Linked DNA regions of Mus musculus: region 2 is linked to region 1. A link is a contact called in public Hi-C data. All regions are on one chromosome and are shown on one strand. Each heading gives the region's core, a stretch centred on a gene start, on an enhancer-like site or on the middle of the called end of the contact. The rest is flanking DNA. Distances are from core to core; before and after follow the strand shown. Region 1 has its middle 260 kb from the start of Pvt1. Region 2 has its middle 18 kb from the start of Gm30159.

What was found. A called contact is a pair of places that touch in the nucleus more often than the background predicts.
Region 2: a contact with region 1 is called in a Hi-C map of uterus, with 9 times the contacts expected there. The contact joins two enhancer-like sites. A contact is called at or near these places in 4 of 484 Hi-C or Micro-C datasets (bone marrow-derived macrophages and uterus) and 1 of 115 datasets of contacts at active chromatin or transcription factors (astrocytes).

Annotation. Positions count from the first base shown.
Region 1 is chr15:62,293,871-62,297,589 of GRCm38.p6, reverse strand. No RefSeq gene overlaps it. Among named protein-coding and RNA genes, the nearest start is that of Pvt1, 260 kb to the right of the region's middle. Within about 2 kb of position 2,114, at least 64 of the 459 cell types and tissues checked have an H3K27ac peak or open chromatin away from gene starts, as enhancers often do. A contact at or near this core is called in uterus, where this site is marked.
Region 2 is chr15:63,161,282-63,165,000 of GRCm38.p6, reverse strand. No RefSeq gene overlaps it. Among named protein-coding and RNA genes, the nearest start is that of Gm30159, 18 kb to the right of the region's middle. Within about 2 kb of position 1,955, at least 37 of the 459 cell types and tissues checked have an H3K27ac peak or open chromatin away from gene starts, as enhancers often do. A contact at or near this core is called in uterus, where this site is marked.

The sequences.
Region 1 (3,719 bases), core at 865-3,364:
AAAGTCAAGTGCAGAAATAATTGTAGAATGTCAGTGCCTGCTAGAGCTGAGTGATAATGGCATAGGGGGACTCCGTATCTTCCATACTTCTTGCTGCGATCGAAGTCTTTAACATATGAGAGGAAGAAAAGCACATGGGAGGAAGGGTTGTGGACAGGTGCAGAGAGCTAAGGAGCTTGTTGAAGGTGTGGAGATAGAGGCTGTCCTACTCAGAGAAGCATAGTAGGGCAAGGGAGCAAGCTGGATACTGTCCTTGGTCCTGAAACCACCCCTTGGGCCCTGTTGCTTCTGTTTATCTATCCTAAGACATTGCACCCCTACCCAGTACCCAAGAGATAAGGGGTTTTGTTGGTATTCTCTAGTGATATCTGTAAGACAAATTTATTCAGGTTCCGTACCAAAAAGAAGGAAAGCCAACATCAGAAAATGGGTATTTCGAGCCCAATACTACCATATATTATTGATCAAATTCTCCCATATGCTAGGCACTGTGATGAGCAGATTTTACAAATTGTTATCATACTGTTGTAATTATCCTCATTTTATAGACAAAGAGAGACGCGCAGAATGAGCTCATAAATTGTAGAGTGGAGAGTAAAGCCAGCCTCATAAGCACATTGCCCAGAAATTTGCCCACCACTCAAATAAGACATATCCTAATAAGGCCTAAACTCACAGGGAATAAACCCCTCCTATGAAACTGCAGACATCCTCAGCTACAGAGGGAGACTATGAATTCAAAAACAGATGACTAACATAAGAACACCTTGTAAGATCCTCTACAGATGCGGGCAGTGCTTTCTACTCTATGTTATTTCATAGACATTGGGAGAACCCAAAACTTACTCTAGAAGCCAATTGCATAAACTATATTGGACTTCCATTTCTTAGGGAAGTAAGCCAAGGCAAAAGTGGGAGACAGAAAAAATAAAAAGAGTCCAAGATGGAGTGGAACAGGCATGATTCCTACCACTGTTCTGTTCCCTCCTAGTACCCATTCTGGTTTTTAGTTCTACCTTAGTTCCTTCATGATTACAATTTCACTACCTCTATGCACTCTATGAGGGTGAGTTCAGTGATGTTTTCATAGCTAGATCATCATAGCTTGGCCCTGTGTCAGTTACATAGAGGATGAGCAATAAACACCAGGTAGGAGGAATTTAATATTAAACAAAGTGAAAGGTGTTTATAAGTTCACATAGAGAAAGAGCTTGGAAATGGAGGAATGTTTATTTTTTTATTCTGAGCTTTGAAAATAGAGGCCATAGGGTCTCCTAGACCTATATTCCCCAGCTAAGAATTAATAATATTACACCCACAAAATACATCCAAGGAGATAAAGCCACTAACCCTCAGACTTGACAAATTGAGTTTGATCCTCAGGACCCACAGGGTGGAAGGAAAGAACCAACTTCTACAAGTTGTACTCTAATCTTCACAACTATGCCATGGCATATTGTACAGGTACACACACACACACACACACACACACACACACACACCATGCATGCACACACAAATAAGTGTAATTTAAAAATTATTTTTAAAGCAGTGATATCAATCTATGAAGATAAATGAGACGAGGTGTATAATAATGATGTCAACTGTCATTTATTGATTCCTGCGGCCTATGCCAGGCCTGTTGTGCATACTAACTCTAATTTTCTAAATGGTGCTAGAAACTTTCTATTATCCCCATTTGAAGATGAAATAGCGAAGGCTCAGCAAGTCCTTAATAACTGCCACTTAAATCCAGCTCATCCATAAGGAGGTGGCACTGTAAAGGCTGGATGGCAAGGATGCAAGGCAGAAGGTTACCCTAATCTGAGTTCGCCAGGGTCCAGGCAGCTACGCCTATAGCAGGCTACAGAGTCAGAGTTTGAAGTGAGAAAAATCGAATGGGCTGACACACTTTACCAAAGACTCAAGTTCCAAGTAGGGTAGAAAGCCATCTGGCACCCCTGCTGCTCACAGCACAGCCACCTGGGTGCCCTTCTTTCTTCCTTTCCTCTCCTCCCTGCACCTAAAACAAACCTGTCCTGCAGGGAGCGAGAGCCAGAGCAAAGAAGCTGGGCTCCTCCCCCTTGCTTTGGGAGCAGAAGAGAAGACAGGAGGAAATTGTGCCAAAGGTCATGGTGTTCTGGTCAGCGTGTTCCAGCTTTGAAACTCTGAGAGCTGCCAGGGTCCAGGCAAGAAAAAAAAAAATGCTGCAGGCTGATCCACCTGCCAGCTCCGAAAAGCTCCAGCTGGGCTGCAGCCTCCATGGCAACTGCACCCAGCAAGCAAGGTTAAGATCCCCAGAGATTTCATTCCAGCCCCAGCAGCAGCACGGGAACCTGTGACTGCAGGAATGGCTAAGCTAGAAAGTACACAGGTCTTCAGAGTTGTGCCTGCAGACATTGCTGTCTTTGTCTCCCAAACCCTGCCTTATATATATCCTCGTTCCCAAAGTCCCCCAAAGGATAATAATCGTTTCTTCACTCCTGGGCTTTCTTTTTCCCATACTTTGCTTAGTGCTGAATCCTCCCATCTAATGTTGATATTCACTTTCTGAGAACCTGACACAGGGCCAAACTGTGACTGATTGTGGAACCACTATTCTCCTTGTAAAGTACACAGCTCGAGAGAGAAACTAGGCACTGAGTAGGCAAACTAAGATAGAACTAAAAATAGATTAGGTTCTTTGAGGACTCTATAGAAGAGGAAAGCAAACAGGAGTCCTATCAAGGTTTCTTTGGGTAGAAAACTCTGAGGTGAAGGACTGAAGAGTCAGCAGGAAGCTGCCATGTGGGGCCAGTAGTTGGGGGTAAGGGTTGTTAGCAAAGATGGAGAGATGGAGAACAAAGGTCCTGGGACAGGAAAAAAAAGAGGAGAAAATGTAAGGATCTGAAGCAGTGAAGAAGTATGATGCATGAGCAGGTGTTACCAACACAACCGGAGGGCGTTGAAAATACTCCTGATGTCTGGATGTCCCAGTTTCCCATCAAAAGATTATGAAAAGTTCTGAAGAGGTCTCTCAGTTGAAGGGATGCAGTAGCAACCTGAACCAGAAGAAGAAGAAGAAGAAGAAGAAGAAGAAGAAGAAGAAGAAGAAGAAGAAGAAGAAGAGGAGGAGGAGGAGGAGGAGGAGGAGGAGGAGGAGGAGGAGGAGGAGGAGGAGGAGGAGGAGGAGGAGGAGGAGGAGGAGGAGTAATAGTATGAAAATCAGTATGGGTATATCCTCTGCATGAAGCTAGTCCTGCACAAAATGTTGTCAGTGGTGGTCCTGACCCCACCTCCACCCCTAAAAAAAAAATGCTTAATGTGACTGATGTTTTCATTATCACTACAGCATCACCTTTCTGGCTCTAACTTCATCTTCTGTTGGTTTTCCCCAAAAAAATGGCAGACAAAATGGGATTGACGTACACAGCCCTAAGAACCCTAAAGGATGTCTTATAGAAGAATCCACACTGAAGACCTAGGGTGACACAGACTCAAATCTACCTCATGACTTAGGCTTAGGTTTGCAGGTGACCAGCCTTGCTAGGACTCATTTTTCTGTTCTGCAGAGTGAGGGTGATGATCCCTATATCTTAGTGCAGTGGCCAAATCTTAACACGACTCAGGAAAAGTCCCTGCACACAGCATGCATGAAAGGAAAGAGCAAGGCTCTTTCCATGAAAAAAGACTGGACCCTAAGCTTCAGATAGTCTCACCACACCTCCCCAGACTCCTTA
Region 2 (3,719 bases), core at 706-3,205, 870 kb before region 1:
GGAGCACAGGGCATCTTTCTGCTCAGTTCCAGTAAAAATCAGCAGTCTTCTATAACAGGCATCATGAGGTTGGAGCATCTCCAGCATAGATTGCTTATCCCAGCTAACTGAGCCTTGCAAATTTGCTAACTACACTGCCTTTGAACTGACAACTTTCACATGATCTAGCTCCATGACTTGCCTTTTTCTAGTGCTTTAATATGAAGATTTATGCTAACACTTTTTAGATTCATATAATGCACCAGGCTCTGTGGCAATGCATAGGTGTTCATTTTCATTTTTATACAATCTTGGGGGATATCATTACCCCCATAATATATATAGAGAGAGAAGTAAGAAGTCAGAGGGGTTGAAGGAGAGATCATGATGAACACTCTCATTCATTTGATGTTTTCTGAAGAACATTTGTACCCCAGACCTTGAACTGGACTTGAGATTGAAGACAAAGGCATGGCTTCTAGCATCTGCACATTTTCCCTTCAGGTCACTGTTGGATGTGCAAAAGAGATGAGGGGACATAAGAGGGGGAAGTGGGGCTGGAGCTTGTGGCAAACACCCTGGACTTGTCTGGTGTGGGATGCATGTCCCACCTCCTCCATCCTTCTACTCAAGCCTCCTCCATGGCTCTCCCCTCCTCCCCCATGGCATCAAATCCTCCCCTTTCTGAGCCAGACAATAGTTCTTTCTGGAACATCTTCCTTGGAAGGATAACAACAGTGTTTTTGCTGCTGGTGTCATCATGTGATCAAAGCATAGCTCAGGAAATGGGGTCCTCTGAAAACTGTTTATCTAAAATCTCTTGTTTCACCATTTGGAGTGTTTTAAGAGAACGGTCTGCACCTTCTCTCCCGAGGGCAAAGATTTCAGTTACCTGTGTACTAAGAGGCAAACAGAGGCCACACATACTTGTGCAGTAAAAGAAAATACCCCCCATGTAGAATGACCCCTGCCTGCCTTTGTGCCCCCCCCAACCACCACCACCCCCAACCCCAGCTGCTCTGGAGGACATGAGGAAATCCTGATCTAGTTTTTCACAGGAAGTCTGAGTGATTCTAGGCAGGGAAGATTTAAAGACAAAAAGCTCTAATTCCAGACTTAGGTGGGAGTGTTTTTATTACTGACAAAAACCAGAGTTCCCTTTCTGGGTTATTCAGATGAACTCAGAGTAAATATTTATCCTTTCAGCTAATAGGTCTGTTTCGAGGAGTTCGGTACTCCCAGACAACCAGGCTGATGGATCGTTTCTTGATTCCCCACTTGGAGGAGGACTGGGCAAAACTACTTGGCACAAAGAGCCCTTTTCCTGTGGCCTGCCTGTTTCTGTGTATGAGGTATAACACCCTTCTTTGTGCCAGAACAGGGTGGGTGTGAGGGAAGGCCTTGCTAGGACCTCCCAGCTCCACCATTCTGAAATGATTTAATGGTCATATCGTCAGTGTTCCCAGAGCAAACAGCCACCCACCTCTGAAGAGGAGAAAGATGGATGGCTACATCAGCAGCCCCCACCCTTCTCTTGTGTTTCAAAGCGGGACTTTGTTCACTGCAATTTGCACAGAGTGCAGAATTCATGCCATGGGCACTCCCAATGTACAGAGTACACAGGCACACACACACACACACACAGACGAGGATTTACATACATGAATAAATGCAAAGGTTACATATGGACATAATGCAGGGAGAGTTTTGAGGAGAGGGACTCCTCATTTATTCATCTTTGTATTCTCACATTGCCTAGCAATGCCTGGCACAGAGAAGATGATTAATACATAGTTTTTGAATGAATACATGAATAATTATAATTGCAACCATTTAGTTAGCACTTAGCAAGTGCCAGGCAAGAAGAAATGTGCTTCATAAACCATTCTCTTCTTTAACCCTCGCCAAGAGCCAGTGAGTGAGGTGCTCATACTCTCCTAGTTGCACAGATGTGAAGAGAGAAGGTTTTAGGCAAAGCATTTCGCTGAAGATGACAGCCTGGCTTGTGGTAGCAAAAGACATGTGACTCCAGAGCTGATGCTCATCCTTTCTGGAGCAAAGCTAAAAATACTTGTATAGCTGTCACATGTAGAGAGCAGCAGTGTCATTGCTGAGGCTCAAAACCTTATCTGTAAGCCTTGAGCATAAAGTGTCTTTGCTCTGCAACCCCAGTTATCTGGAGCTCAAGGATGCTCTGTCCTCAGAGTAAGGATGATGGGTCTCTGATGGATAGCAATAAGAACCTTTGTTTTGCACTTTTTGAGAAATACAGACATATCTGAAAGAGAGAATTGATCCCTCCCTTTCCCCCTCCTTCCCTATCCTCTTCCCCTCTCCCTCTTTCCCTCTCTCCTTTTTTTTTATTGGATATTTTATTTATTTGCATTTCAAAGGTTATTCACTTTCCCAGTTTCCCCTCCAGAAACCCCTTATCCCATCCTCCCTCCCCCTGCTTCTATGAAGGTGCTTCCCCACCCACCCACTCCTGCCTCCCTGCCATGGCATACACTGGGGCATCAAACTTTCACAGGACCAAGGGTCTCTCCTCCCCTTGATGTCTAACAAGGCCATCCTCTGCTACATATGCAGCTGGAGCCATGGGTTCCTCCATGTGTACTCTTTGGTTGGTGGTTTAGTCCCTGGGAGCTCTGGGGATGGGGGTGGGGGGAGTCTGGTAGGTTGATATTATTGCTCTTCCTATGGGGTTGCAAACTCCTTCAGTTCCTTCAGTTCTTTCTCTAACTCCTTCCTTGGGAATCCCATGCTCAGTCCAATGGTTGTCTGTGCGCATCTGCTTCTGTATTTGTCCGGCTCTGGTAGAGCTTCTCAGGAGACAGCTATGTCAGGCTCCTGTCATCAAGCACTTCTTGGCATCTGCAACAGTGTTTCAGTTTGGTGTTTGTATATGGGATGGATGCCCAGGTTGGGGAGTCTCCGGATGGCTTTCCTTTAATCTCTGCTCCAAACTTTGTCTCCATATTTGCTCCTATGAGTATTTTGTTACCCCTTCTAAGAAGGATTGAAGCTTCCACACTTTGGTCTTCCTTCTTCTTGAGCTTCATGTAGTCTGTGAATTATATCTTGGGTATTCTGAGATTTTGGGGTAATATCCATTTATTCAGTGAGTGCATACCATGTGTGTTCTTTTGTAACTTAGTTACCTCACTCAGGATGATATCTTCTAATTCCATCCATGTGCCTAAGAATTTCATAAATTCATTGTTTTTAATAGCTCTGTAGTACTCCATTGTGTAAATGTACCACATTTTCTGTATCCATTCCTCTGTTGAAGGACATCTGGGATCTTTCAAGCTTCTGGCTGTTGTAAATAAGGCTGCTATGAACATAGTGGAGCATGTGTCCTTTATTTCTTTCTATGTTGTATAACAGTGGCACAGAGGCCAATGTTTCAGTGAAACCAGCATCTGTAAAAGATGATACCTATTCCAGTTAATCCAGCTTTGCTTAGTTCACAAGTTCTCTAACTACATAAGCCTTTTAAAAAAAACGATCATTTCCATAAGGTCTACCTTCTATACGTTGCTAATTTCCAAAGTCCTTTAATATGAATATTTGTGCTATCACTTTAGACTCCTGTAAAGCACCTTTCTGTTCTAATACATACATGTGTATGTCCAGTTTTTATGGAACCCTGGGTATAAGCATTGCTATTCCCTTCCTCTTCTTTCCTCTCTTCTTCTTTCCTCCCTCCTTCTCTTCTCCCTCCTCTTCCTTCTTAG